Linked DNA regions of Triticum aestivum: region 1 is linked to region 2. A link is a contact called in public Hi-C data. All regions are on one chromosome and are shown on one strand. The core of a region is the stretch at or near the end of the contact, and the rest is flanking DNA. Distances in the headings are between cores, read along the strand shown.

Evidence for each region. Hi-C and Micro-C count contacts between places; a contact is called where the count stands out from the background.
Region 1: a contact with region 2 is called in a Hi-C map of leaf, with 6 times the contacts expected there. The contact joins the enhancer-like site here to the promoter of LOC123155875 in region 2. A contact is called at or near these places in 5 of 5 Hi-C or Micro-C datasets (leaf, root and an unstated tissue).

Annotation. Positions count from the first base shown.
Region 1 is chr7B:499,447,755-499,454,687 of IWGSC CS RefSeq v2.1, reverse strand. No RefSeq gene overlaps it. Among protein-coding and RNA genes, the nearest start is that of LOC123156670, 17 kb to the left of the region's middle. Within about 2 kb of position 5,552, at least 4 of the 8 cell types and tissues checked have an H3K27ac peak or open chromatin away from gene starts, as enhancers often do. A contact at or near this core is called in leaf, where this site is marked.
Region 2 is chr7B:499,308,414-499,316,056 of IWGSC CS RefSeq v2.1, reverse strand. LOC123155875 (ABC transporter C family member 8) reads left to right here and starts at 5,320. Exons shown (of 13, transcript XR_006477661.1): 1 at 5,320-5,657; 2 at 5,801-7,643.

The DNA of each region.
Region 1 (6,933 bases), core at 4,303-6,802, 140 kb before region 2:
TTGCTTCTAGCTAAGTATCTTTTGATGGAGGAAAGCAGGCGATTAGTCGCTTGGACAACTTCAAATCTGTGTTGTCGAGAGGGATGATGCACTCGACAAATATCAATAAAAAAACCTAGCCGCCGGCGTCATCCATCATTCATGCAGATCAATGTCCGTGACCTCCATTGATGCTCCAACATCACCCCCATAAAAGAAGGGACAAGATTAAGAGAAAGAAGAGGAGGCTTCACCATCGTGTGCACCGACCTTCAAGCCGGTGCCATATCCACCGCACCGCCTCCACCATCACCACCAGCACGGCCTTCACAAACACCGCCATGCCTTCTCCCTTCACTGGCTCAATGTCGACTTGTAACTTGACCCTCTCTTTTATGTTCTCCATTTACATGGTTGTATATGGATGAACTCTTTATGATTAGAATTAATTTCCTTTAGACGATCCAATACCTTATGTTTATGTTCGAGTTAATAGCCTTCGTGAATGTTGAGAGGAGGCCTCGCATGCCATGAAAATCATATTACTACCGCTGTTTAGGTTAGGATGTTGAGGTAATTTAAGGTGACAGTAAAAGCCTCTCCTTCGCGCCTTTGCAACCAATCGGAGGTAAGACATACACTTAGAGCTGATAGCTCTTGGGATCCCGGTGGATGAATTAATGGAGAACCGATGCATAGATATAAGGCTATAAAGAAAGCGCTGCCAGGGAGGCAACCCAGAAGTCAACATGTGTATTTCTTAGTTTCGTTTCTTTGAGTCTAGTTGTATTCATATTTGCATTTGCACTTTATTTTTAATTTTTGCATAGTTGCTATTAGAGTTGGTTTCGGAATAGTCTTTGTAGGTAAAATTTTAGCATATATGTAGCCCCAAGTTTTATTGCATACATCCTCCTATTTTTATTGCAATATGCTATGTGCCTAACGTGAGGAGGGAGCACATTTTTTCATCAGGTTTTGCTACTTCAGAAGAAAAGAAGGTGTATGGTACGACCGGGAGTCGTTCTGCACTCGGGACGAGGTAATAGAAGGTCCAGAAATCTGACACGAACAACGGTACAAGCACTTATGCTCGTACCCATGCCCGTACCACATCCGACCATGCAGGAGCTAGCTCCTCCTCAGAGTGAAAGATAATGCACGGTACGAGCGTCGCCATTTATACCCAATGTCAACACCGACTAACATAAAGTCTAGACTTCGAAGATGACGCACGGTATGAGTGCTCGCACTCATACTAGAGAGCGACGCCGGGGATTGACTTCGAGAGCAAAGGACGATGCACGATACGACCGAGCTCGGCCGTACCGCGGCTCGTACCAGGCAAGAAATACCTCAATGTTGTTCATTTTGAATGTTTGAGGTCGATGGGGTATTTTCTAACAGATTATTTGTTTTTTAATTTTAATTAATTACCTTTGAATCCCTCTAACCTATAATTCTCTCTAGAAACCTATGTTTTCTTTTATTTCCTTTTCTCGATGCTTTTTTACTTCGTGTGTTACTTTCGCAGGGGCTCAGACCTTATGTGGTGACATGTACTGTATGGTACCAACCGTGCATAGAACTGCACAAGTCGCTTGGTTGCTTCAAATCAATGAAATTCACCGACAAGTGCCCGATAATGTTTTCCATTATGAACCTCGCTTAATGAAAGTTGCTTAGTATGGAGTTTCTCATCTTAAGTGGGATCTCTCTTTTTGTTAAGTACTTAGGAGTTGCACGCTTATGTTTTATATTTGTCTCACACATACTTCATTCAAATCTACGAATAGCAAGAGTTTTTGGACATATTCAAATCAAATTAAATCTTACTAAAATCTAGAATATGGTTGGTCTAAGTTATATGTTGGACAAGATTGACGTTGAACAAATAGAATATATATGCCCCTGTTGCAATGCATGAGCAATTACCTAGCGGTTGTAATTGTGGCTAGGCCCACATCAGGACTATGCATTTGCATGGTTGTATATGCAATGATGGATTGATAGGTGGTGGCAGCATAGGGCAACGTCGACTAGGTGGTGCTCTTTGACTGCAAGACTCGAGTTCCATGGGTGAAACTCTAGGCCCAACCTTCATAAGTTGAGCCTGCCAATGTCGTCGTTCACACAACGCTTCCTTGTTGAAGGAGTTGCATGGAGTTTCCTTAGAATCTTCTCTGAGGTGAAAATCCATGATCTAGCCTTTGTGGTTGGCCCATCGACAGTGGCGCTCGTCGTCATTCCCTTCCTTTAAGCGTTATTTTTTTAAGAACCTATCATATTACCTGGGGTTGTCAGCATTGATGGTTATTGCTAGCGTCTCCTTCCTGATGTTTCTTCTAACAATTTACTTGTGTGCATTCACAATATCTTGAGTATCTCTTAAGATTGTGTTAATGTAGAGGCTAGATGTAATTGATATGTTCTCGGTATTAATATATTTCTTTTTCCAAAAAAGGCCAACTGACTTGTTCATTTAGTTTCAGAGTTCAGGGTTGCATTTGTGGAACAAAAAATCCCGCTTTGTCGCGGTCTTACTTAACACTTACTCTTTTTAGAAAAGACACCAAAAGGCATCTTAGATTGATAATTATCAAGGAAAACATTAGCTAGTGCAATGGAAAAACGTTTGGACGCAAAACTACCAGTTAAAATAATATGGAAAATCAGACTAGCCATCCTCTTCCTTCAATTGTACGCCGCCATCGTGGGATGGAAAACTGCACTGAACCGACATTAAAGAAAAGGTACACCTGCAAACGCCCTTGTCATACGAGGCTTTAAAAACAACAAAAGTGACTCACCGCTTGAAACGAGATCTAGAAATGGCTTGAGGAATATTTGTTTGGGCGTCACCCCCACACAAGCTTCAATTCTTCACCACTTGCTAAGAGGGTCAGAGAAACCGGATCATGCCACCAAAGAAATTGAAAGAAGACACCAAAATCATCGCACCAAGACTCAACTAACCACTTACCTTGACTGACACATCAACTGCGAAAATCCGAAGATAGCCAACAGATCTGACAAGACATATGCTCCTTTTGCTGGCGTCGGACCTGACGTCGTCAAGGTAGGAAGAGGTTAGAGAGATCTTATTCTAGTGCGTCATCGCCATCATTACACGAGACCCTACCAAAACTAAGAAAGCATGGAAAGGACGAGTCTCCACTCCTCTAGCCACCAACGAGATCGCGGGAGGGGAGAGAGGAGAGGAACCAAGGTGGCGGTGGCAAGCCTTCGACAACTACGGTTGGAGGAGACAAAAAGAAAGAAAAAAAAGAAGGCTAAAATTGAAGGACTTGGCACCACATGGACATCAATCGTTTCAATGTGTATTTGCGTACCTGCAAATCCATTTCTTTTACTTGTGGTCGAAAGGAGTGGTAGAGGACATTACAAGCGACATCCCTTGGCTTCTTGGAGAAGCGGCCGGCATGGATACACAACATTTGTCTGTGAACAGATACACAATAAACAGCGCCCTGATGACTCAGGTGCAGATATTTTCTAGCATCAGATCACGATCTGATTTTCGTGGAAAAATAAGGAAGATCAAGATCTGATTTTGACGGGAGAATAAGGAAGATCGCGATCTGTATTCATTCGCATCGGGATCTTAATGCTCAGTGCTGCAAGAGGATAGTTTTTTTTTTGTTATATATGCTGTCAGTCTGTCCTACCCAGTCGAAGACTTCCAGTATTTTGGTTCGTGGTGGGCACACGATGTCTCCACAGATTTCTTCTCACGCTGGTGCTGAACTATGTCGTATCGTGAGATTCTAATATGACTACGTACGAAGCAAATTGAGTGAATCTACACTTTAAGTCATTTTAACTATGTGATACTCCCTTCCCACATATAAGTCTTTTTGACTACATACGCATCAAAGTGAGTGAATCTACACTTTAAAGTATATCATTAGTAGAAAAATGGTCTATTGTCCCGGTTCGTAAGGGTCATTTGTCCCGGTTTTTGAACCGGGACTAAAGTATCGGTACTAATGCCCTAGACCTTTAGTCCCGGTTCTTACACAAACCGGGACAGATGGGCCTCCACGTGGCCGGTGCAGCGAGCCCAGGCAGGAGGCCCTTTGATGCCGGTTGGTGGCACCAACCGGGACTAATAGACATCCACGCGTCAGCATTTCAGGTGCTGAGGTTTTTGTTTTTTTTGAAGAGGGGGGGGTTAGTGGGTTTTGGGGGGTTAATTTAGGTGTTTCATATATTGTGTTAGCTAGCTAATTAATAGAGAGAAGTGTCCTCTCTTATCTCCGTGCTTGGTCGACGCTACGTTCTAAGACTAGACACGCTAGCTAGTAAGCAAATGAAGGAAACAGAAAATCGTCATGAACATATGCATACAGAGAGAAGTGGTATCGACCACCTCTCCTTCTCTGAGAGATTAGTCGAACAACAAGTTCTCGTATATCTATCCGACGCTATTGGCTATATCTTTATCTTTACCTAATAATAAAGCTAGTACAATTTCTGTCGTACGTCGTCGGCATTTTTGCGAAAAGGCCCCTCTATTTCTTTGAAATCAACCCGCAGTCCTAAGATAACGTTTTGTTTTTTTGCAGAAAAAACCCCGCTGTCGCGGCGGGCCTTCGAGAGCGCGGCGGACAGGAAACCGTCGAAGGTGGCCTTGGCCGGCGGGCCGGATCTGGTGATTCCCGACGACGGACGGTCGGCGGTGGTCTCCATGCTGCGGGGTCAGCTCAAAGCTCCTGCAGCGGGCATGGTGGTCTTCATGTTGAAGAAAAGAGAGGGTTGAGCGAGACAGAGGAGAGATAGATAGGGAGAGAGGAGGCAGAGCAACGATGCGGTGCAGCTGCTGCTCACCTAGGCCACGAGTCGGCAGGGCCGCCGGGGCGTGGGTCGGACCGGAGGACCTCGGGCGTCCATGGCGGCCTCACTGTAACAGAGAGCAAGAGAGATAGAGGGAGATGACAGTAACTGGAGAAAAAAAGAAGGGAACATGGAGATGATTGGGAAAAGAAGGCAGTGGGCGACGGGTCCTGGTTGGTGGCTTCGGTCGTCGGCAAAGAAGGAGATCGGGGTCGGGAACGAGGTGGCGCACTGACAGAGAAGAGGATGCGCGACTGACGACGAGTACAGGGGAAGGAAGTAGCAGGCTCCCAAGTCCCATCCCCGCACAGCCCTGCTACTGCGCTGCCTCACCACCGCGCGTCGGCACCTGCCCCGACCTCGCCTCGCCTTGAGTCACCTCCCTGGCTACATAGCTCAGCACGTCACTGTCGGGCTGTTGCCGCCTTCGCCCTGGCCGGACACCTCGCGGAGTCATGGTGGCGAAGGAAGGAGAGGGAGCCTGCCATGGCAGGGATGGGGAGGTGTGGCGGAGGTAGGACGTGGAGGAGGAGAAAGAGGGGAGAAAGAAAAAGGTGAGAGGAGTGGTGGAGAGGCAGCGAAGGAAGGGCCGCCATTATTCCAAGCACGGAGAGAGATGTGAGTCATCTTTGTTTTTTGCATGGTATGGGTGGGATGGATCATCGAGCCCTTTTCCTGCACGGGTTTGGTGACAGCAGCGGTTGCGATGTACTGTTGTTGCATGTGTCTGACTCGTGGCTGTGTGTGTGGTGTGCGTGGCTGGCATGCAGAGGCTCTGTCCAGCCAAACATGGTGTGTGACGTGTAGTACAGTACATAGTAAGAATTATTTATTTGCGGGCTTTCCCATGCGCCATGGTAAAATTTCCATGATTTATTGCGTCAGCCAACTAATTCACTAGCATGATTGTTAGCTTTGTAAGGAAAGATAGATCAACTAAGTACATACATGATTCTCAAAAAAAAGAACTAAGTACATACATACCCCTAAAAACAACTAAGTATATACATGATCGCCCGCGTAATGTTGTTTTGGGCTGACTAACTTGCATGGCTATGGCTATCGAAGAGAAATAATCGGAACCCGCGTATGTATTTTGCTGTGTTCCATCAAGCCACATTAAGGTAGCATCTGGGTACCCTATAGATTTTTACGATTCCATTTTTTTGCTATTCCAATGACCACGCGGGAGTACATGGTGGACGATGGCGGAGATGGTCTGAAAGGACGTCAGCTTATAGCCGAATATGCAGGTCTGACCCATCACCATGGATGATCATCCTTGGTTTTTATGATCAATAATTTGATATTACGATTTACAACTTTTTCGATGCCAAGTCAGATTTCATAAGGAACTCCATTTCCATGCGGTGAAACCCGTGCTATCTTCTCACTACAACATTGCATCACCGAGTATTGGCTTCTCACCACACTTCATCTTGCCGCGTGTGTATCTTTAGCGATGTTGTCCCATTGCTGCTAACTATGTCACCACCATTGTGGCACTGCGCATCCTCTGCAACAAAAGGAAGGAGGAACATCGGATCACATCTTGCCATGTCCTGTCCTGCCTCTGCAACATTTCCATTCACTTTGTACACGACGAGCCTTCCATCTCTCGTGATCTACCGCGACCCGGCTCCTTGACCCGACTAACTCTGATTCATGGCGTTGTGTAAAAAGAGTAGAAGTATGAGGGGAGGTGTATGTGTTGGGTGCAAGGAGTAGCTCGCGAAGGGTGCCCCACGTGTCTAGCTTGCCAAGATTAGTTGTTAAAAAATTGAACATTTGCTTGCGTGGACACAATGACAGGTTTGATATACGTCGGCGAGCTCGTCACCTCAGTATTGACAACAATTGGACGTGTTCTAATAAGATGGACATCATGATCATCGTGCGGGTGGTATGGAGGATAGGCGGCGACACGATGTATTTTTCTCTCCCGTTGCAACGCACGGGCATGTTTGCTAGTATATACAATATAAGTATCTCTTACAATATAATCTCCTAATTAAAAACGAGCTGATCAGGGTCCACATGGTATTATCTGTCTTTAGCGATCACGTGGTCAAGAAAGAATGCCGCCAATTCCTCTTG
Region 2 (7,643 bases), core at 4,071-6,570:
TGCCAGAGATGGCGGTCACCGCTGCGGAGACGTGATGGTCACCCACAATAGGGTTGGTAAGGGAGACACGGTTGCTATGCCAGGCGAGGATAATACCGCCCCGAGTACCGTCAGCGGGTAGCCACAAGAAGTCGTCAAACTCGGCCCCAAGGGCATCACGAACAAGGTACGGCGAGACCCGGGAAAGTTTGGATTCTTGAAGACAGACAATACAAGATGAAACAGAGGTGATTACAGAGCGGACCGCCGAGCGCTTGGCCCCGCAGTTAAGGCCACACACATTCCAAAACACGACTTTAGGGTTGTACTCCATAGGAAAGGATGGGGGCATGGAGGAGGGCGAGTGAGAGCACGCCAATCATACCACGATGGGGCATGGCAGAGCCGGCAGGGGGGCGAGGCCGTCGAGGACCGACTGAGGCACCTCCCAGCCATAGAAGTCCGCAAAAGCCCGAACCACGTCGGAGGCTAGGGGGCGGTCAAAGAGCTTGGTGTACCGGGCCATGATCTCGTCGGTGATCGGCTCATCGTCCTTGAGTAACCCCAGGCAGAGGAGTAGGACTCGCTTCGCCTTTGCCTCAGAGTGAAGGCCTCGATCTCCCCTGGCGATCCGCGTACTCCGGAGAGGAGTGAAGTTGGGAGGCATGGCCGCCCTGCCCCTGCGCGGCGCCGGCGTACTCAGGATGGGGGTGACGTCATTGCTGATTCAGTTTAAGAAGCTCAGGAGAGGGGGGGAGGGGGGACGTCAACAACGTCCACCTGCTGCATGGGTGCAGCCGGATCGGGGCAACATGGCGCAACCAGGGCCGCAGCATCCGGCGATGTGACCTGGCCATGCAGCGCGCAGGGGTCCGCAATGGTAGCAGCAGCAGGGTGGCCCGGGGGGCAGGAGACCGGATCAGGGGCCGGGGCCACCGTATCCTCCTCGGTGGACGCGCAGGGCCGCATTGGGGGCCGGGGAATATTCCACAGCATCCACCAATGGCAGGCAGCCAGTAGACTGGAGGCTGGCGGGGCGCGCAGCAGGGAGGGGGGAGAGGCGGGGTCCACGACAGTGACCGCGGGGGTGGGATCAGGAAGCAGATCCGAGGCGGGGGGATCGGGAGAAGCCACCCCAATCAGACGAGGGCAGGGCGGCGGGGAAGGTTCCCGTGTCCCCTCGAACTGGCCAGAAGTGCCATGCGGCGAGCCTGGGTTGGAGGTGGCGAGAGGCACTGGGCCGAGGGGGCCAGAAGTTTGAACCGGGTCAAAGCGGTCGCCCGACCCCGCCAGGGCCGGGGCAGGGATTGCGTCAAGGGGTGACGGCGGCGCTGGCCCACCGCTTTCCAAAAGGAGGGCGGGGCCAAGGCGCAGGGAGGCAGGGACCCGAGGCGCAGGGGGGCGCATCAGGATGCGGGCAAAGCACGCCCTGCCAGCCGCGGGGGGAGGAGGGCCGACGGCGGTGACCGCGAGCACCGGCGCCAAGGGAGCTGCCCGGAGGGCGCGGGGGTGAGCGCCCCGAGCCACGCCGAGAGTTGCGACCTGGAGGGAACTCATGGCGACGGGGCCATGGCCCTGGCACAGGTGAAGAACCTCGATCAGAACCAGCACCACCGGCGTCCGGACCCGGAGGTGGCGGCGGAGGCGACGAGAGGCGGTAGTCCTGGGTCTCCGTGACGTGGATCGCCACCGGGAAACGGACCAAAGAACAGGCAAAACGCTCGACACGATCGGGGTCGGTGTATGGCATCACAACGTCGTCGCGGGGAGGCAGCAGGAGCTCGGAGGAGCGAGGGATGCCGTCGGGGTTCGCCATCCAGGCAGACAGCCGGAACACAGACAGATCGGCGCCAGAGCGCGTCTCGGGGGCGAGATCCTCGATGAGGCAGAACGGCGAGCCCAACCAACAAACAACATACAATGACATAATAAGTAGAATGGATCATTTGAGTCCTAACTTCTACTACCACACATATACTTATCTTGACCCTAAACGCAATTGTCTAATACTACGACGATACTACACTAAGTTGCTAACATAATGATATTATTTTTCAGCCAAGTTAACAATTCATTCAATTTTCTTTGTTTTTGCGTGTATTCCTCTATGATTCAAGGGGTTTTAAAGTTCCGGTCAATGCCTATTTTTGTTTTCGTGTCTGCTTTGTATTCACTTTGTGTCCTTTTCGATAGTATCTGTTTTCATATTCATTTTCGGGTTTCTGTCTTTGTTTCTGCTTCTACAAAAATATATGAAAATAAATATGGTAGCACTCGGTTCCATCCGTTTCCACTTTGTTTTCATCCTTGCAGGTGAGTGCAATCACACTTACTTGCTTGCATTGAATTGTGAAAGCACCCCGCATACTACCTTGGTCGTTGGTGATCTGCGGGCGTAGGCCTTACTCTTCAATTCTGTCGCTGTATAACTGGCCCCCGGCTCCGGCTCTACCTACGTTATGTACGCAACGTACCTTTCTCCGCTTCCATGGTTCTTCCCCAGCGCAGAGAACGTCATTTCCACGGTAGCTGTTTATATCAATCAATTTGCTTGATTTTGTCTCGAGACATGCAGTACAATGATAGGTGCACAAATGATGCGTAAATGTGTAATGGAGGGGCCGTATGCATCACTGGAAGCAGAGGCTGGGGGTGTTGTCCCTCTTTTATAAAAAGTAAAGAAAATCTTACTCCAAGCATTTGCTCTCTGTCTTACTAAGAGCATCTACACCCCGTCGCCTCAAACCCGCCACGGCCCCATCAGTGACCGATGAAAAAAAAACAATCTAGACAGGCGCTTGAAAAGGGTCTCAAACGTCCGACCTGATCGGCACCCCTGGTATCCAGCCCAAATATGGCCAGATATGGGATGCCCAGGCGCGCCCGCCATGTCGAACCCGACAGGCCTACCCACCGCAATTACACCAAAATTCACCCCCTCGACCTGCCAGATTCATTTGCTTTCTCCTCTCTTCTTCCTCCTCAGCCCGGATGTCTCAGCTCTGCCGCCACCCTTGCTCCGCAGTCGTTCCGAGCCTCAACACCGTCAGGACCGGCACAACAGTCCTCTCTCCCGTGCTCGCCGCCAGCCCGGACGCCACCTCGGTACGTCCGGCGGCTATCGGGCTACCCTTTGTGCTCTATATATGTTCAATATAATGCCTGACCTGTTCTTTTGTGTTTTATTTGTAGGGGAAGCGATGAATTCCGATGCTTCATCGGACGAGGAGGATGGCCCGACGGAGCTTGAGAAAATGATTGAAGCTGAGTTCTTTGATTCGTCGGATTCAGATGAAGAAGTGGGCATGATCATTCTCATGAGCATGCAAGAGGAAATGGAACGGATGGGTGGAGCATATTCTAAACTTCAAGGGTTCGATCAAAGGGAGAAGAGTGATCAATCAGGATAGGATCTCCAGAGCACGGCTACTGCAGAAGGATTATTTTGCTCCAGACCCAACTTTTTCGGATGATCCATTTTTTCATCGCCGTTTTCGCATGTGAAAACTATTGTTTTTGCGCACTGTGGAGGGAATGGGGCACGTGATGACTACTTCAAGCTCACAAGGGATTGTTGCAGCCAACTTTCTTTCTCTGCTAAGCAGAAATGCACGCCTTCTCTGAGGATGCTTGCACTTGGTATTGTCGCAGATGCCGTTGGTGAGATGGTCCGAATGGGGAAGAGCACATGGCTAAAGACTATTGTTAAGTTTGCCCACGTTGTGGTGCAGGTGTTTGGAGCAGAGTATCTGAGAGAACCAAATGTGCAGGACATAGAAAAGTTGTTGGCTATTAGAGAGGCCAGAGGATTTACAGGAATGCTTGGATCAATTGATTGTGTGCATTGAAGAATCGCCCCAAAAGTTTGCGAGGAATATATCAAGGTCGCACCAAAGAGGCCACCATCATACTAAAAGCAGTGGCATGGACTTGGCATGCTTTCTTTGCAATGCCAGGCTCTTGGGTTCAAGAGGATTTATAGTGGGGAATCGTGGCCGTGCAACTACGCTATCAACGACCGTGACTACAATATGGGATACTATCTTGCCGGTGGCATCTATCCTCAGCGGGCGGCATTCGTTAAGACCATATCCGAACCACACAGCAACAAACAAAGCCACTTTGCAACAATGCAGGAAGCAGCTAGGAAGGATGTCAAGAGGGCATTCAAAGTGCTTCAAACTAATTTGGGAATTGTTCATGGAGCTGCAATGATGTGGGCATCATAAACTTTGTGGTAGCTGATAACATATTGTGTTATTTTGCACACTTTACGATTGTCGAGAATGAGGGTCCCAAACCAATGATTTTGAAGCGCCCGGAGAACAATTTCAAATCCCTAAAATCAAGATGCAAATCAGCTTATGAACTTTTTGCAGATGCATTGAAATCTTCGAGATCATCAGGTGCATGCGCAGCTACTTAGTGATCTTGTGGAGCATATGTGGACCCATAATGAAAACCAATAAGCTTGTTTGAAGTGCACTTAAAATAAATTTTATGTAAAACTATGTATTTTTTATACCAATATTTGTTATTTATTACGTGCAACACTGGCAATGTATGATGAACGTGCATGGATTTGAGAGTCCGGATTTGAGGTATGTGGTTTCCGGACACGAGATATGAGGGGTGATCCGGATGTGTTCGCGAACATAGAGGGGGGCGGATTTGCTAAATCCTGGTGGAAATGCTCTAAGAGTGGTGGATCAATTGAGGGTAATTTTGATCATATAGATATACTCCCTCCGTTCCTAAATATTTGTCTTTCTAGAGATTTCAACAAGTGACTACATACAGAACAAAATGAGTGAATCTACTATCTAAATTATGTCTATATACATCTGTATGTGGTAGTACATTTGAAATCTTTCGAAAGACAAATACTTAGGAACAGAGGGAGTGGTAAGTAAAACAAAATAAATAGAAGATATTCTTGGTAGATTTAGTGATCTCACCTCCCGAGCATAAATTTCCTTGATATATCTTTCCTTATTTGCCTTCATGTTTTAATGGCGCTATACATTACTTCCTTATTTTTGCGAAAGTGAAACGTCCATACTAGCCCCACATGATCATGGACAACGTCTTACTCCACAAGAGGTAAAGAGTATAATATTAGTCGTGAAAAATTGACGGCTCACATCGATTTGGTGCCAGACCTCGACCAGTAGCCACGACGGAGTGAATGCGCCTAGCCTGGCCTTGCCATGCCAGCCGTCCGTCGCCACGTCACGCCATACGCAGACTCACCAGCCGCAACCAACCAGTGCCTGTACGAGGAAAACGACAAGGAGACGCCGAGGCCGCCAGCGTGCGACCTGCTCTTCTTCTACCTCCCCACACGAGTTCGGCTCAACAACGCCGCGCCTGAAAGCGACGGCGGACAAATCCGAGTTTTGCAGGGCGTCCTCCGGCCACCACAGTCCGGAGTGGTCTTCTCTTCACTTCTCTTCCGCTATCGATCTCAGACAAATCCTCCGCCTGTCCGTACCCGCGTGCGAATATACGTGAACGCACACGCTGCTGCACTCCGCTAGTGCTGCTATAATATAAACAAGTGGCTTCCTTCCCTCCTCCTCGTCTCCTGCCCAGGAATAGGCGACGCGTCGGCCGCTGCTGCATGCGAGGCGCAGGGACGGCCGATAAGCTGGGCGATCCGGCCATGGCCTCTCTCGGTAAGGAGGAAGACGGGACGAAGCTCCCTTCCTCTTCTTCTTGTAAACCCTTCCGGAGATTCTTGACGCTCCGTGCATTCAGCGTCGCTTAATTAACGCCGTTGCTTTGCTTGGGTTGGAATTTGGGTGCGTGTGTGTGGCAGGTTGGTCGCCCTCGTGGACCTGCGGGCGGGAGGACGGCGGCGGGCTCACCCTCGCGTCGCCGTGCGTGCAGAGGGGTCTGGTCGACTGCGTCAATATCGTGCTCCTCGCCGCCTACGCCTCCGCGCTGCTCGCGGCCTGCGTCAGCGGGCGGTGGGATGGGCGGGCAAGAAGCGGCGGCGCAAGGCGGCGGTGGGGGGTGGCCGCGGTCTCCGCGTGCTGCGTGGCGGTCGCGGCGGCGTACGCCGTCGCCGCGTTCAGGGGCTCCGCGGATGCGGCGGCCACCACGGCCTCCGTCGTCAGGGGGCTGGTGTGGGTGGCCGTGGCGGCCTCGTTGCACGTCCAGCCGACGAGGCCGGCCAGGGCCGTGGCCGTTCTCTGGTGGACGCTCTTCTCGCTGCTCATCACCGCGTACAATGCGGAGGTCCTTGCCATGGGCTATGGGCTCGACGTCGCGGAGGGTGTCGCGTGGGCGGTCAACTTCCTCCTCCTGCTCTGCGCCCTCGGCTCGCTGCTCCGGCGGAGCCGTGGCTGCCAGGACGACGACGGCCTGTCGGAGCCCTTGATTGACAAGGCAGTTCACGACTCGGAACTCTACCGGGCCGGCCTGTTCAGCCAGCTCGCCTTCTCGTGGCTGAACCCACTGCTCCGCCTCGGCCGCTCAAAAGCACTGGACCTCGCCGACATCCCGCTCATCGCCGGCGAGGACTGCGCACAGCAAGCCTCACATAGGTTCTCTGAGGCATGGAGCCGCCACCGGCAGGACAAGGCGCAGAGCGGGAGATCCAACAGGCTCGCCCTCGTCCTGTGCAAGTGCTTCCTCAGGGAGATCATGATCGCCGGCTTCTACGCCTTCATGAGAACGCTGGCCATAGCCGTCGCCCCTATATTGCTCTTTGCGTTCGTACGGTACAGCTACCAAGAAGAGAGGGATCACCGCGTTGGTCTGTCGCTCGTCGGCTGCCTGCTCGTCATCAAGCTCGTCGAGTCGCTGTCCCAGCGCCATTGGTTCTTCGACTCCAGGAGGACCGGGATGCGCATCCGGTCCGCGCTAATGGCGGCCATCTTTCAGAAGCAGCTCAAGCTGTCCAGCCAGGGGAGGAAGAGCCATTCAACCGGGGAGATAGTCAACTACATTGCCGTCGACGCTTACCGGCTCGGCGATGCTCTCAGCTGGTTTCACATGGCGTGGAGCTCGCCGCTCCAGCTCGCCTTTGCAGTAGGCACGCTCTTTTGGGCGCTCAGGCTCGGGGCGGTCCCGGGTCTAGTCCCCCTGATCATCTTCGGCTTCCTCAACATGCCGTTCGCAAAGCTTCTGCAAGGGTACCAGGCCAAGTTCATGGTTGCACAGGATGATAGGCTCCGGTCCACGTCCGAGGTGCTCAACAGCATGAAGATCATCAAGCTGCAGTCATGGGAGGAGAAGTTCCGGGCCATGGTCGAGTCCCTCAGAAACGCCGAGTTCATATGGTTGAGGGAGACCCAGATGAAGAAGGCCTACGGCGCCGTCATGTACTGGATGTCCCCGACGGTCGTCTCTGCGGTGATGTACACCGCAACGGCGATCCTGGGGAGTGCCCCCCTGAATGCCAGTACCCTCTTCACGGTCTTGGCCACCCTGAGGGTCATGGCTGAGCCGGTGAGGTTCCTTCCTGAGATCCTGACAATGATGATCCAGTACAAGGTGTCGCTGGACCGTATCGAGAAATTTCTCATAGAAGAAGAGATCAAAGAGGGTGCCGAGAGGGCGCCTCCACATAATTCTGATATCAGGGTTCATGTCCAAGATGCAAATTTCAGCTGGAATGCGAGTGCGGCCAATTTGACGCTAAGGAATGTCAACCT